Linked DNA regions of Sus scrofa: region 2 is linked to region 1. Evidence: chromatin contacts called from public Hi-C data. All regions are on one chromosome and are shown on one strand. The core of a region is the stretch at or near the end of the contact, and the rest is flanking DNA. Distances in the headings are between cores, read along the strand shown.

What was found. Hi-C and Micro-C count contacts between places; a contact is called where the count stands out from the background.
Region 2: a contact with region 1 is called in a Hi-C map of embryonic fibroblasts, with 2.5 times the contacts expected there. The contact joins the promoter of PPIF here to the promoter of ZMIZ1 in region 1. A contact is called at or near these places in 1 of 47 Hi-C or Micro-C datasets (embryonic fibroblasts) and 1 of 2 datasets of contacts at active chromatin or transcription factors (alveolar macrophages).

What each region holds. Positions count from the first base shown.
Region 1 is chr14:81,406,764-81,412,872 of Sscrofa11.1, reverse strand. It overlaps ZMIZ1 (zinc finger MIZ domain-containing protein 1), which reads right to left and starts at 3,806. Exons shown (of 26, transcript XM_013983374.2): 1 at 1-3,806.
Region 2 is chr14:81,672,327-81,678,435 of Sscrofa11.1, reverse strand. PPIF (peptidyl-prolyl cis-trans isomerase F, mitochondrial) reads right to left here and starts at 3,765. Exons shown (of 6, transcript XM_021073635.1): 1 at 3,473-3,765; 2 at 2,182-2,212; 3 at 1,609-1,697. The coding sequence starts at 3,667.

The sequences.
Region 1 (6,109 bases), core at 2,557-5,056:
TGTATCTATAGAAACCATCACAGCCCAGGGAAGAGCCTTGGTCTGCACAGGGACCTGGGGCTTAGAAACATCTCTGTCTCCTGCTCCAGGGCCAGGGATGGGGGTGAAGGCCCATGTACAGACACGTGTGCCCTGGACAGTCATGACAGGATCTGGGACTCAGAGCAAGATCTGGCTGTAAGACACTGTGCCACAAGAAAGCAGTGCCATTGCTCGGGGCATGGGCCTTGTGCTGCCAAACTGGGGGGCAGGCAAGCTTTCCCGCCCCATGACCCTTCCTGGGCACAGCTTCCCCTCCTTAGCCTCAATCTTGTCACCATTCTTGGGGTTCACACAGATTTTTGCATCCTTGTACCTGCCTGGCTGGTGGGCTGGGAAGGCAGCAGCTGGCATCTATAAGGCCTGGGATTTGGTCCTGGCTCAGTCACAGGTCATCTCACCCTGAACCTCGGGTTTCTTCTGTACTAAAGGGGGCTGATTCCAAATAGCAGTGGCTTCCGCTGCTGTTACTGGAGTTGAGCAAAGTTGAAGAGTGCCTCTAAATCCACCAAGTGCCATACAAAGGCGAGGGGCTGTGGTTATTACTGTCATCATGAGCCCCATGGCAGGCAGCCAGCTGGTGGTGGTTAATTATTTATTTGGACTGATCTTCCTGCCCTTGCTGGACTGTGAGCTCCTAAGGAACAGGAACTGTCTTACACATTGCAGGGTCTCTCACAGGCCACGGTCCTCACACTGTGGACTCTCAGGAAGTATCTGTGGCATCAGCGCCGGACCCCTGACCCGACCCCACTCCCTGCCATGTATTTCCTTCCTTCTCCTCACACCCCATCCAAGGAACATGCCAGGAGGCAAACCTGGTCCACAAAGACAGGTGATGGTGAGCCCGGGGGCAGAGCCTCCCGCGCTCTGCGCAGGTCACTCCCAGTAAAGGCTAGAAGCAGCCCTTTGAAGGGTGTCCTCCCACCCCACGGGAGTGCAGCCCACCTGGGCACTGGTACTGAACTTGGGATCATTAGGGAAAGTATGAGTCTGTGGTCTAGCAGACCCCCTGCACCTCAAGCCCAGAGTGAGGGTCGGGAGGGGCTGGTTTCCAGAAAGCCTGTGGCAGAGCACACCAACAGTTAGAGCTGTCCACTGAGGCAGAAGCTGCCCAGAGATGGTGAATGCTCTGGCATGGGGAGCATGCAGGCCAAGGCTGGACAGTAAGCTGCCAAAGAGGTAGGCTTGGATGGGAGAGCAGCTTCTGGAAAATGCTTCCAGCACTTCTAATCCAATCCTTTTGTGCTCTATCCATTCTGTACCTGCTAGGCCTTCAGGGGACACATGCCCAGGGATCTTATATCCATATCTGCTTCACCCTCACAGCAACTAAGTGGGGGTGGGGGTGGGGGGTGTTCTGCCCTTGGGCCCATTTTACAGATGTGGAGACTGAGGCCAAGCTGAGCAAAGCTTTGGTCCCAAAGCAGCTAACCAGCTACAGCCTTCAGACACCTCTCCTCTAGCTCCTCAAGTAATAGGAAGTACTCACCTAATTGTGATGGGTTTCTGAACTCTTTCCTCAGAGTCTGTGCTTGGGACTGGTTTTCTCAGCCTCCCCTCATCTTCCCTCAGGGAAGGGTCCAACTTCAGGATCACCCCTAGATCCTGAGCCTACGCAGGCTCTGCTTCCCTTATCCTCAGGGTACAGCTCTAGGGACAAAAGGCCCTCCCTGCTCGGAGGGCGTAGACGGAGGCCACCATGTCCTGCTGAGAGGTCAGAGCAGTCACCAGGCAAGGCTGCAGCAGGGTTCAGGGTAATTACAACAGCCTGGCCTTTGTTGTCCACACAAAAACTAAGGAACCTCATAAAGATGAGGCGTTGATAGGAGCTAGGCAAGGGCCCTCGGGAACAAAGTTATGAATGAAATGTATGGGACTCAGTCGGGATCTGGCAGACCCTGCTTCCTGGTTCCATGATAGAATGCCCAGAGAAGCTTCCAGAAATTATTTTGTTGGTGCCTGAACTTCTTACAGCAACACCTCACCATTAGACTAGGGTCACGGCTGTCTGCTGGATGCTGACCAAGGCCAGAGACCTCGGTATCCATGGCTTCACACAAAGGTACTCTTGTGACAAAACCCTTGGGACACAGCAAGCCTCCAAGAGTCTTCCTGCCTTATCCACCCCATCTCTGTCAATCAGGAAAAAAGTGAAGTTTGTAGCTCTTGGCTGGGTCCTTCCCTCTGCAATTTTCCATTGATGGTGGACACTTGTCCTAGGTTGGGGCACATCCCTGGGGACCAGGGATGGAGATAATGTTGTGTTACAGTTGTTAGGGGAAGTGGGGGGAAGGGAGGGAGAGAGAGAGATAAACCCCACAGTCTCTGGACCTTTCTTTGCTCCTGGCTGAGAAAGGAATGAGGCTCCTCCTCTCTCCTTCCTTAGGAGGGAAACAGGACATTTTGTCCCCTAAAGAAGCCAGCAATCCTTTTTTGCATAGACAGGACTAGTTATCAAAGCTTCCCCATAAGTGCAGCAATTTCTTATTCACAACTCTTCTTCGTGAGCCATACCCTGAATGCCTCAAAACACCAATCCAAAAACCATTTAAAACTCTTGAAAACTCCCTACCACTCCTTCCCCCACCCCGTCACTGCCACCAACTCAGAAGTCTAAAGTTTTGAGATTTATGTGTGAAAACAGCATTGCATAACCTCATGACTTGGGACAAGGAGATGCTTCTGGCCTTTTGGGAAAAACAAAATCCAACCGAAAACATAAAACTCAGAAGAAAACACCATCTCCCTCCAAACGCATTCCCTTGGCCTCAAAGTCACACGTGCTCTGTGGCAGATTCGGCTTTCAATGTGTCTTTTGTTTGATGCTGGTGCTTCAACATCTTCAACCTGAAGACAGAGGTCAGCACAAGGCTTGGGGCATTCACCAACCGCAGCACGAGGGCCAGGCAGCAGGCAAGTGGGAAGCCAGGAATTCCCCCCTACTCTGGATCCCCTCGAAAAGCAGCAAGGAGAGAGAAAATTAAGGGCTTGCTCCCCTTTTAAACTTCCCGGAGAGCCTAAAAGCAACTTTCAAACTCCCAGGACCATAACACAAATGCCAGCGAAGACCAGTCAGAATTCATCACCCACCAACACCCACCAAGCTGCCCATTCTCCAGCTACAGTGCCTGCCTCTTTATCTCTACCTTCAAGAAACAATAATAAGCAAACCCAGGTACCTCTGGGAACAGCCTCTGGCCTCCTGCCCTGCCCTGTGTAACCAGCCTGTCCTCATACCCACAAGAGAGGAGGAGACAGCACCGGTTATCCCTCTGGTCTACCAGGCTCTGTTGCCCGAGTTGCACCAGGGAGACAAACTGTTGCTCAAGAAAATCCTCCAGAAAACCCTTGGCACCAGGAAGCAGCTCCAGGCAGCTCCTGCCAAGCGCCAAGCCAGGGGCTTTCAGAGGCAGCTTCCCCCTGCCCTCTTAAATCTGTGAGGTTGGGCCCTGCTCTCCCATGCCCTGGGCTGTCCACCCAGGGGGCTCACAAATGGCCATGGCAGAGCTGAGAGGAAGAAAAGGCTGGCCGAGCAGTGCCCTCACTCTGCCAGCCCAGCCGCCAGCTTCTTGGAGGACCTCTGAGAGAACATTTGTTTGGGCTGCCAAGTTAAATCTTCCTCCCTCATGTCAGGGCATTGGAAAATCAGTCAGGGGGGAGGAGACGGGGAAGAGCGGGGGGAAGGAGCAGCGGGAGGGAGGCGGGAGGGAGGCAGGCGGGCAGCCTCTTGGAGACCCAGGTACTCCGGCGCTGCCTGCCCAGGAAGCTTGTGGCTCCCAGGCAGGCGCAGTCGGGACTCCGGACACCAAGCCGGGGCCGGACCGCCAGGCCTCCAGGCTCAGGCGCCGGCTGCCAGGCGCCCTCGGCCCCCGCCCAGGGAGAGGCCCTCGCTCTGTGCCCCACTAGAGGAGCGAGGTGGGAAGAGAAGGCAAGGGAGGAAAAAGTTTGCGGCAGGTAGAGGGCTAGGGCTGGGCGGCCCTGCCACGGGGCTGTCCCCCGGGGAGGGGTGGGGGGCCCGGGCCGGCTGCCCAAGCGCGCACCCGCCCGCCACCCTCCCGCTCGGGTTGTTTACATTCCTGGAGTGTCTTTTAAACCCGGGGCTGAGGCCGGCTCCCAGCCTTCTCCGGCGGCTCCGAGGCAGTCTCCCGTGAAAATCTGCTGGCGCACAATGGCCGGGAAGGCGGCCGCCCCTCGCCCGCGCCCCTGCTGCTCCGGGGCGGGGAGCCTGCCCTCCGCACCGCGCCCTCTCCTCGCCCGGCTGGCTTCCTGGACAGATGTCCCTAGCGAGGGGGCGACGCGCACCCGCTGCCCGCACCCCAGACGCCGAGGCCACGCTCCCCACTGTTTTCTCCCCAGCCCAGACGACAGGAATGCGAAACAAGCTTCCAGAGCCCGCCCACCACCCCAGCTCCAGCCCCGGCACGGCCCCCCAACCTCCGCCCCGGCCGGCCTCCCACTCCCCCGGGGCCGCCGCCGGCGGAGACGGAGAGGAAGAAAGAACACGGGGAAATTACTTTCGTATTTGCAACGCGCGCGCACGCACACACACACACACGCACATCTTCTCCCTGGGCTCCCCTCCTGGCCGGGGCAGCCCCAGCCAGGCTTCGGCCTTGGTGCCCCTTGGGCTTCTGAGACCTACATGAAGCCCCTACACACACCCCTTGGCGTTCCCCTATAGTACGGAGCGCCGCGTCTCGCCCGGCAATTCGCACACAAACAACTTAACCGCGCCCCCACTCCCATTTACAAAAGTGTGTGTTTTCCCTAGAAATTCAGATGCACAACTTAACACCATCATCCCTTGCCGCCCTGAAATCCGGCGCCTTCCCTGGCGGTTCTCCTACACACAGGCATTCAACTTCGCGTCTTCCCAAAGGAGACGAGGGAGACCGAGGTGATCCTACTCCCGTCCTTCCCTCCCTCCCTTCCTTCCTTCCCGAATCCCGGTCCTGCCCGGCCCCCGGGTGTACGGAACCACGGCTGTAGGCGCGCCGGCAGGAGGCGGGCACCAGGTCCGCGCGCGCACAACTGCACTCACGCCCCGTACACCCCAAGAGCCCCGGCCCCCATGCGCAGACTAAGCCGGCTCCGCGCAGCCCGACACTAGCGGGGCGCCTGGGCCTTGGCCCCCGGCCGCCGAAGGGATCGCAGCGAAGCACTGCCGTCGGCCACTCGTCCCGCTCGCCAGGTCCCGGGGGACCCTTAAAGGGAAAAGCACCAGCACCCAGCGCCCCACGCTCGCACCCCGAGAGTCCACAGGGAGCGGGAGGAAGGCCTGGGACCAGCGGGCGCCCGGGTCTGGCCCCAAACTTACCGGGAGCTGCGACCGCCGCTGCCGCCGCTGGAGGACGCGCCGCTGCCGCCGCTGCCGCCGCCGCCGCTGCCGGGCAGGGCCGGCTCGGGCCGGGAGAAACTGCGAGGGCGCTGAGATCGGCTCGGCGCCGGCTTCTGCTCCGCGCCCACCGGGGCTGGGGTCACCGCGCTGCGCCGGTGCTGCTTGCTCGCTCGGCTGCCCGGTAGCTGCTCGCCTGCCCGCCGCCCGGCCGCTCGCTCTCCCGGGCGCCCGCCGCCGCTCGCTTTTTTAATGTCCACAGACAGTGAAAAGGAACTCGGCGTTAGGGGGTGAGTAAGTGAATCAACTCGCCCGGAGCCGAGCAAGTTGAAGTGTCAGATTACATTGGCTATTCTATTTCCAAAGGGCCCCGCGCCGCCGGCCGGCCACAAAAGCCGGTGCGGAACTACGGACGGAACGGGATGCCGCGCCACCGCCGTCGCTGCCGCCGCCGCCAGCGCTCAGCTCGGCTAGCCTAGCGCTCTCTCCGCTTCCTCTGTCTCTTTCCTTTTCGCTTCTCTTTCTTTCTCTCGCCTTTCCTTTCTCTCTTTTGCTCCCTTTCTCCCCAGCTTCTCAGTCTGGGAGCTTTCCAAGCTTTTCCCTGTATGGCTCCGATGGGCTTCGCGCGTCACCCACTCCCCCTCCTCCCGCCCCGCCACTGCCACTGCCACACTCCCACTCATCTCCTCTCCCCTCCGGTCCCTGCACTACTCCCCAGCCACCCCCCCCACC
Region 2 (6,109 bases), core at 2,516-5,015, 270 kb before region 1:
GCCTAAATATTTTCTGCCACAATAACTATCTTGGTTTCTGAATGATGTACTTTTGTCTCAGCAAGTTTTCAAATGATCCTTTAAAAACCCTGGTCATGAGATGCTTCTTAGTGACTTAGAATTTTCTACCCACAACTCTTGGAGTCAACAGGGAGGAGGCCAGGAACCCCGTTCCCAAGTGTGGTTTGTGCAGAGTGGCAGCAGCAGCTGGCACAGAGCCAGTTCCCTGAGTCCCCACTTTCCTGTCCCAACATCACCCCTTCACAAGCCCAGTGGCTTCCCAATGCCATGCTGGCCCAGAACAGAGCCTGTGTAGGGCTGGCATCTTCTTTACAGCTTATTTGAAGCTTCCATGGGGAGCCACAGCCATAGCCATAGCCATAGCCACTGCCAGCCCCAACCCCAGCTGTGGTCATGAGGCTGTTTGTCTTAGAGGGATCCTCAAGTGAAGGGTCACCTAACTACCCTGGTTGAAGGATCCACAAGTGCCAAAAGTGCCAGAGAGGGACAAATCAAAACCCTTGCCTGGGCCTCCCCATGCCACCATCCCATGCCACCAAGAGCCCTCCAGCTTTGGAGTCCCTACCCTTGCCTGCTGCAGTTCAGAGGAAGACCTTAGTTCAGCTCAGGACATCCCCTTTAGGTCCTGCTTCATCCACAGCCTCATGCAAACTGGGAGCCTCTGCAGCAGAGTGCCATGGGCTGTGGCCAGGCCTATCCCACAGCCACAGCCCCTGTCCCTGCCCCTCCCTTGCACTCCTCATATTCAACACATCAGCAGGCCCGGCCCCAATCCACTGCCACTCACCATGATGTGATGACAGCCACCAGGTCAGGGTGGAGGGAATGGGTGGGGAGAATTTCTGGCTGAAAGGACTTCAAAGAAGTCATGACATCCAGGCCCCTGCCTCCGGGTGTGCTGACTTCAGACACTAGCTCCTGTCTTAGCTGGACCTGACCTAACTCAGGACAACCCCCAGCATAGCTTGGCTCCTGGCCCTTGGGAAAGTTCTTGCTGTCGACATCTACCCTCAAAACCTCTGACACAGCAGCTTTTTAAAAATGCTTTGGAAAAGAGGCAGAACACATGATGAAAAAACATACTCGTTTAACTGAGACAGATGCCCTTATCTGAAAAGAGGCTTCAAGTACAGACCTGTGTGTTCTTGTCTGTGCTGGGTCTTTCTCCCTCTTCCACCTCCTCCTTTTCCCCTATGCCAAGTGCTCGTTGGGATACGGGCAGAGACTGCTTCAGTAGTCCGCCAAAGCCTTCAGATCTACCCCTGAGCACATCCACACCCCAATGCTGGTTCTCCCTCCATTGCTCAACTCTCCTGACTGCGTAAGGTAGGGCCATCCTGCCGTTTGCCCCGTCCTGCCGCTTGCCCTGTTGCTCAACTCCTGGGGCAGGGAAGTTTTCTACATCAGCCAGGACAAGCTCCAGTGAGAGGCCAGGCTGAGAGAGTGATGGCAGTTGCCTTCCATTCAGACTTTCCAGGCACCAGGTGTGTGCACCCTGGTTACTCCCCATGACAATCTTCCGAGGCGACCCCATCTCTATCCCCACTTACAGAAGAGGAACCGAAGGCAGGGAGAGATCTGAGATACCTGGCACATGAAGGATGGAATGACTCTGTGAAACGTGGAGCCTTTGTAGCCGAAGCCCTTCTCCCCGGTGCACAGGGCTCTGAAGTTCTCTGAGGGTTGGAGAAAGAGGCAGATCAGTAGCGCCAGGCCTTAACCCAGGGGCTACAATGCTTCCAGCCAGAGCACTCTTTACCCTCCCACCCCAGGAGGTAAGCAGGGTATGGAAAGCCCTGCAACCTGGGTCTGCTCTAGCTGGGTGACCTTGTACCCTGACCTCAATGTCCGAGCACCATGGCAAGAGCTAAGGCTCCTGGATGTTCCAGCACCAGGTCAGCGGGGCAGGGAGCCCAAGGGCTATGAAGCCATCATACTGACCCACTGGAGGAAGTTGTCCCAGAGGAAATGCACATATTTCTTCTACTGATTCTGAGGCTACTACCAGATAGGTGGGCAAGGCCAACTCTGAGGCTCAGAGGGCCAGAAGGCTACCCCAGGGTACCCATCTGGTCACAGATCTCATGCCCCAACTCCTCTAGCCATCCCACCCTCTCTTGCATCCAGACCAGACTCAGAAGGGCCCAGGCCCTGCCTTACCTGCTGTCTTTGGGACGACATCTGCCTTCAGCTGTGGGGAGAGAAAGAGGGCAGGACATCAGTCCAGAGGCAGGTGAAGGAAGGACCCAACTCCCACGGAGGCCCAGGAAAGACAAAGAGAGCACCATTCCTGTCACTCCCAGCCCTCTGTCACTCCCAGCCCTCCGTGGGAAGCCACTGTGGCTATCACTTCTGCCAGCTGCTTCCTCAACCCAGGGCTGGCAGGAGGCAGCCTCGATTTCCTAACCTGTCAGAAGAGATGACAACACCATCTTGGCCTGCTTCTAGAGGCAGACCTAGCAGAGCTACTTCAGCTGGGCCCAAAGCATCAGAGACTCAGGGCCTGGAGAGAGGGCCCCCCAAGCTCCTCAATGGGCAGATGGGAAACTGAGGCTCAGAGAGAGGCAGGAGGCTGGTGGAAAGGGGGGAGGCCGGAGCCCCATTCAAGCCAGCCTCTTGCTTCCCAGCTTCAAGAGCTGCCCTGGTGCCAAACCTTTAAAATAAATGGGTGCTTTCCATTTTCCGGAAGAAGAAACAGAGGCTTGAGGCGCCTGTGTTCAAAAGCAGGCCAGGCTCAAGAACTACACAGGAGCGTTCCCTCTGTTACCTTCCAGACTACATATTTGTTCCCTGCTTTAAAAAAAAAAAAAAAAAAGGCCCAAAGAGTCAGGGGCAGGCACTAAGCGTTACCCTGGGAAGGTGACAGGTTGGCGTTGGGGCAAAGAGTTCTGAACACAGGGTCCCGACTCCTGGGGCCGCGGCCGGCCCAGCCAGCACCCACCAGGAGAGGAGGCGGCCCCAAAGCACCTTTGCTCAACCATGCGCCCCATGGCAGGAGCAGGGCCGGGGACGCTCCATCTTATGCAAGGGCCGCCACGTGAGCGCACAGCGGGTCAGCCGCCTGGATCCTGGAGAGCCTGCCCCCTCCACCCCGACACCCACCTCAGAGCTCTGGGCCTGCGCTCCCACCCCGTGAGATCTCGGAGCCCTTCCCCAAACTCGGAGCCGGCCTGCCGGGACAGGCCCTCCTGCCTACATTCTGACCTTGAGCTTTCTCCTCCACGGGCGCCCTCCCCCACCTTCCCCCCGCCCCACTTCCATTGGTCTAAAGATCCGAGGGGAGGCCCGGAGAGACCAATCTGATGCCTCTTCTTAGAGATGGGGAAACTGAGGCCCAGAGCAGGAAGCAAGGTCACACAGCGAGCCAGACACAGCGCCGGCCCGGAGTCCAGGGCTCTTCCGGGACCGTCCCTCACTCTCAGTCCAGCGCGGTCCTGTCCAGTGGTCTCACCTCCAGAACCACGCGGCCCAGCGGCTGCCCGTCCGCGCCCACGTCCAGGTACACAAGCGGGTTCCTGGCGGAAGAGGACGGGTCACCGGAGTCGCCGCCGCTGCTGCAGGCGCGGGTTGCGGAGAGGCGCAGCGGCGCGGAGCGCGGGCCGGAGAGCAGACGGAGCAAGCGGGGACTGCTGCGCAGCGCCAGCATGGTGAGCGCGGGTCGGAGTGCAAGAGCTCCAGGACAAGCGGAGACTACAGCAAAGAGAACCACGCACGCCCAGAGCGGCCGAGTCAGCTGGGACCGCGCGCCGCCGCCTTTATTGGCTCAGGCGGCCTCTGGGCCCCGCCTCCGCCACGCCCCCTTCAGCCTGTCCGCTCTTGTCCTCTGCCGGCCCCAGCGGGAAGCACAGCGGCTAGCCTAAAATCCTTTAAATACACCCACACCAGGGCTAGAGACCTGAGAGTTAGACACGACCTTGCAAAAGGAGGCCGGTGACATTTTGTGAGGGTCCCAATAGATAGGAAAAAAAAAAAAAAAAAGCGGGCGGGGGGGATCCTAAAAAGTGGCTAACTCCAAAATGCGAGTACTGTGTTTTCATTTGAATATAACAAAAGTCTACATTTGAGCCTTTTGTATAGGCAGCCCCTCCTGCCATAGGCCCCGCGAACAGGTACAGACCAAGAGAAAAGGTGGCACTGAGTGTCAATCAAAGAAAGTTGGAGATGAGATGCGGGATTAGAGTGAGAAGTGGCAGGAGGAGATCAAGACACCTCCCATGGTGACCTCAGGCATTCCTGTCCTAGCCCGGGCTTGTCTCCAAATGCTTCTAGAAACCAGTCCCCCCTCTAGACTCAGCCTGAGCCTGTCATGCTCCCACCAGGCCCCCAGTCCTCCACCAGGACTGGGTCTGAATCTCCCCCTCCCCAACCCCACAGACTGACAGCCCTAGTTCCCAGCAACCAGGGTTCCCCTTCTACCCCCACTCACTGAGAAACTGCTCCTGCAGGTAACATAGCACAGGGGCCAATCCATAAGAGGTGCAAGGAAGAGAGGAAAGGTAAGACGGGAAGAGGAGGGGAACTGGGTGTGAGCTACCACTGTGCAGATTTACCCCACAAGCTGAGGTGGGCTTCACTGGAGCCTGGGGGGCATGGGAAGCCTACAGGAAATGAGTGACAGGCAGGGGTCCTGAGAGAGCATCTGAGCCAACACCTACACTTTCCAGATGAACAACTGAGGCCCAGAGACAGGAAGGTGCTGCCCAGAAGTAGGGGAACCATGAAGTCCCCACTGCCAGCCTGTACCGGTCCTCCCAGACTCCTCTCTCTGGGCCTCAGTTTCTCCTCTGCAGAATAGGTGTGATGTTAATTCCTACCCCACTTGTTTTCCAGGTCTGTTCCAAGGATAAAAAGAACAAGACAGAGAGAACTTGGTCAACTGCTAAGTACTGTGCTGTAAGCATCAGTGATAGTCAGAGTCTATACTTTGCCCAGGGTTTGGGGCTCAGATAGCAGTGGGCCACAGCTGCAGTGGCTCAGAGTTTTGAAGAGCTAGAAAAGAGGGTAGGGGCTGAGCCTTGGAGTCAGGTGGGCTTGAGCTGGGACCAGTTCTAGACTGACCTGCTCCAGACCCTGAATCAGTTCTTGGGATGGGGTCTGGCAGCAAAATGTTGACCCAAGCAACATGATGTCCCAGCTGTACCCTGGAGTCCAGATGCTTCCCAGGTCCCAGCCCAGAATGGGATCTCACCCTGTCCTGGGAAATGGCTTCTCATTTTTTTCATGATCTTCCCTGAAGTAGAACAGGCCTGAGTAGGAGGCTGGCTTGCTCCCTGCCCCATCTAGGTCCTCAGCACATCTCCCAGATCCTCCCCTGCACTGGTGCATACTGCAGATTTGAGGGAGAAAGAGAGGAATTACCCCCCATGTCAGTTCTAGGCCCTGGGCTCACATAGCTCTTAGCCATGCCAAGTGGATTAGTGGTCCCCTATTGTTCCTCACACTGGCTCCCAGAAGCCCTGAGTTTATTCCCTACCCAATGGAGCATGAACAGCCCTACCCCAGTGAAGAGCTGCCCTCATTCACTTAATCTTTTTTGTTCTCGAAGACTTTCCCCAGCCCTTAGCTCGGCTCCTCTCCATCACATTCTGAGAAGCAGTTCCTTTGCATAGCTGGGGAAGCAAGGCCCCAAGAGCTGGGAGTAAGGCATGCAAGGAACAGAGTGTTGGAGCTGGGGGGAGTCTCTGACTCCAAGATCAGGGCTTGCATATGTCAAACCCTTCTCACTATCATCAAAAGGAGCTGGTAATTGGGACAGGGTCTGGAGGGCAAGAGAGACAGGCCTTGGACAGAAAACACAGCAAGATAGAAACTGAGAAGTTAGCCAGGGGGTCTGGGAACTCAGGGGATATGGGAGAGAGTTTCTGCCTGGAGGATCAGCCTGGAGACAACTGTATTTGAGAGGCAGAGACACAAAGATGTGGAGAGGAGTTTCCAGTGGGGGAATGAGCCAAAGCTAACCCAGAGCCAGAAGAGTTCAGGGCACCTTTAAGGAAAGGCTATGATACTGACCGTGAGCTGATAGGCTGGCAGTGGGGGTGGGGTGAAGGGGCATGGCAGTCACAGAAGGTGCTAAAGGCCAGGCTGAGGT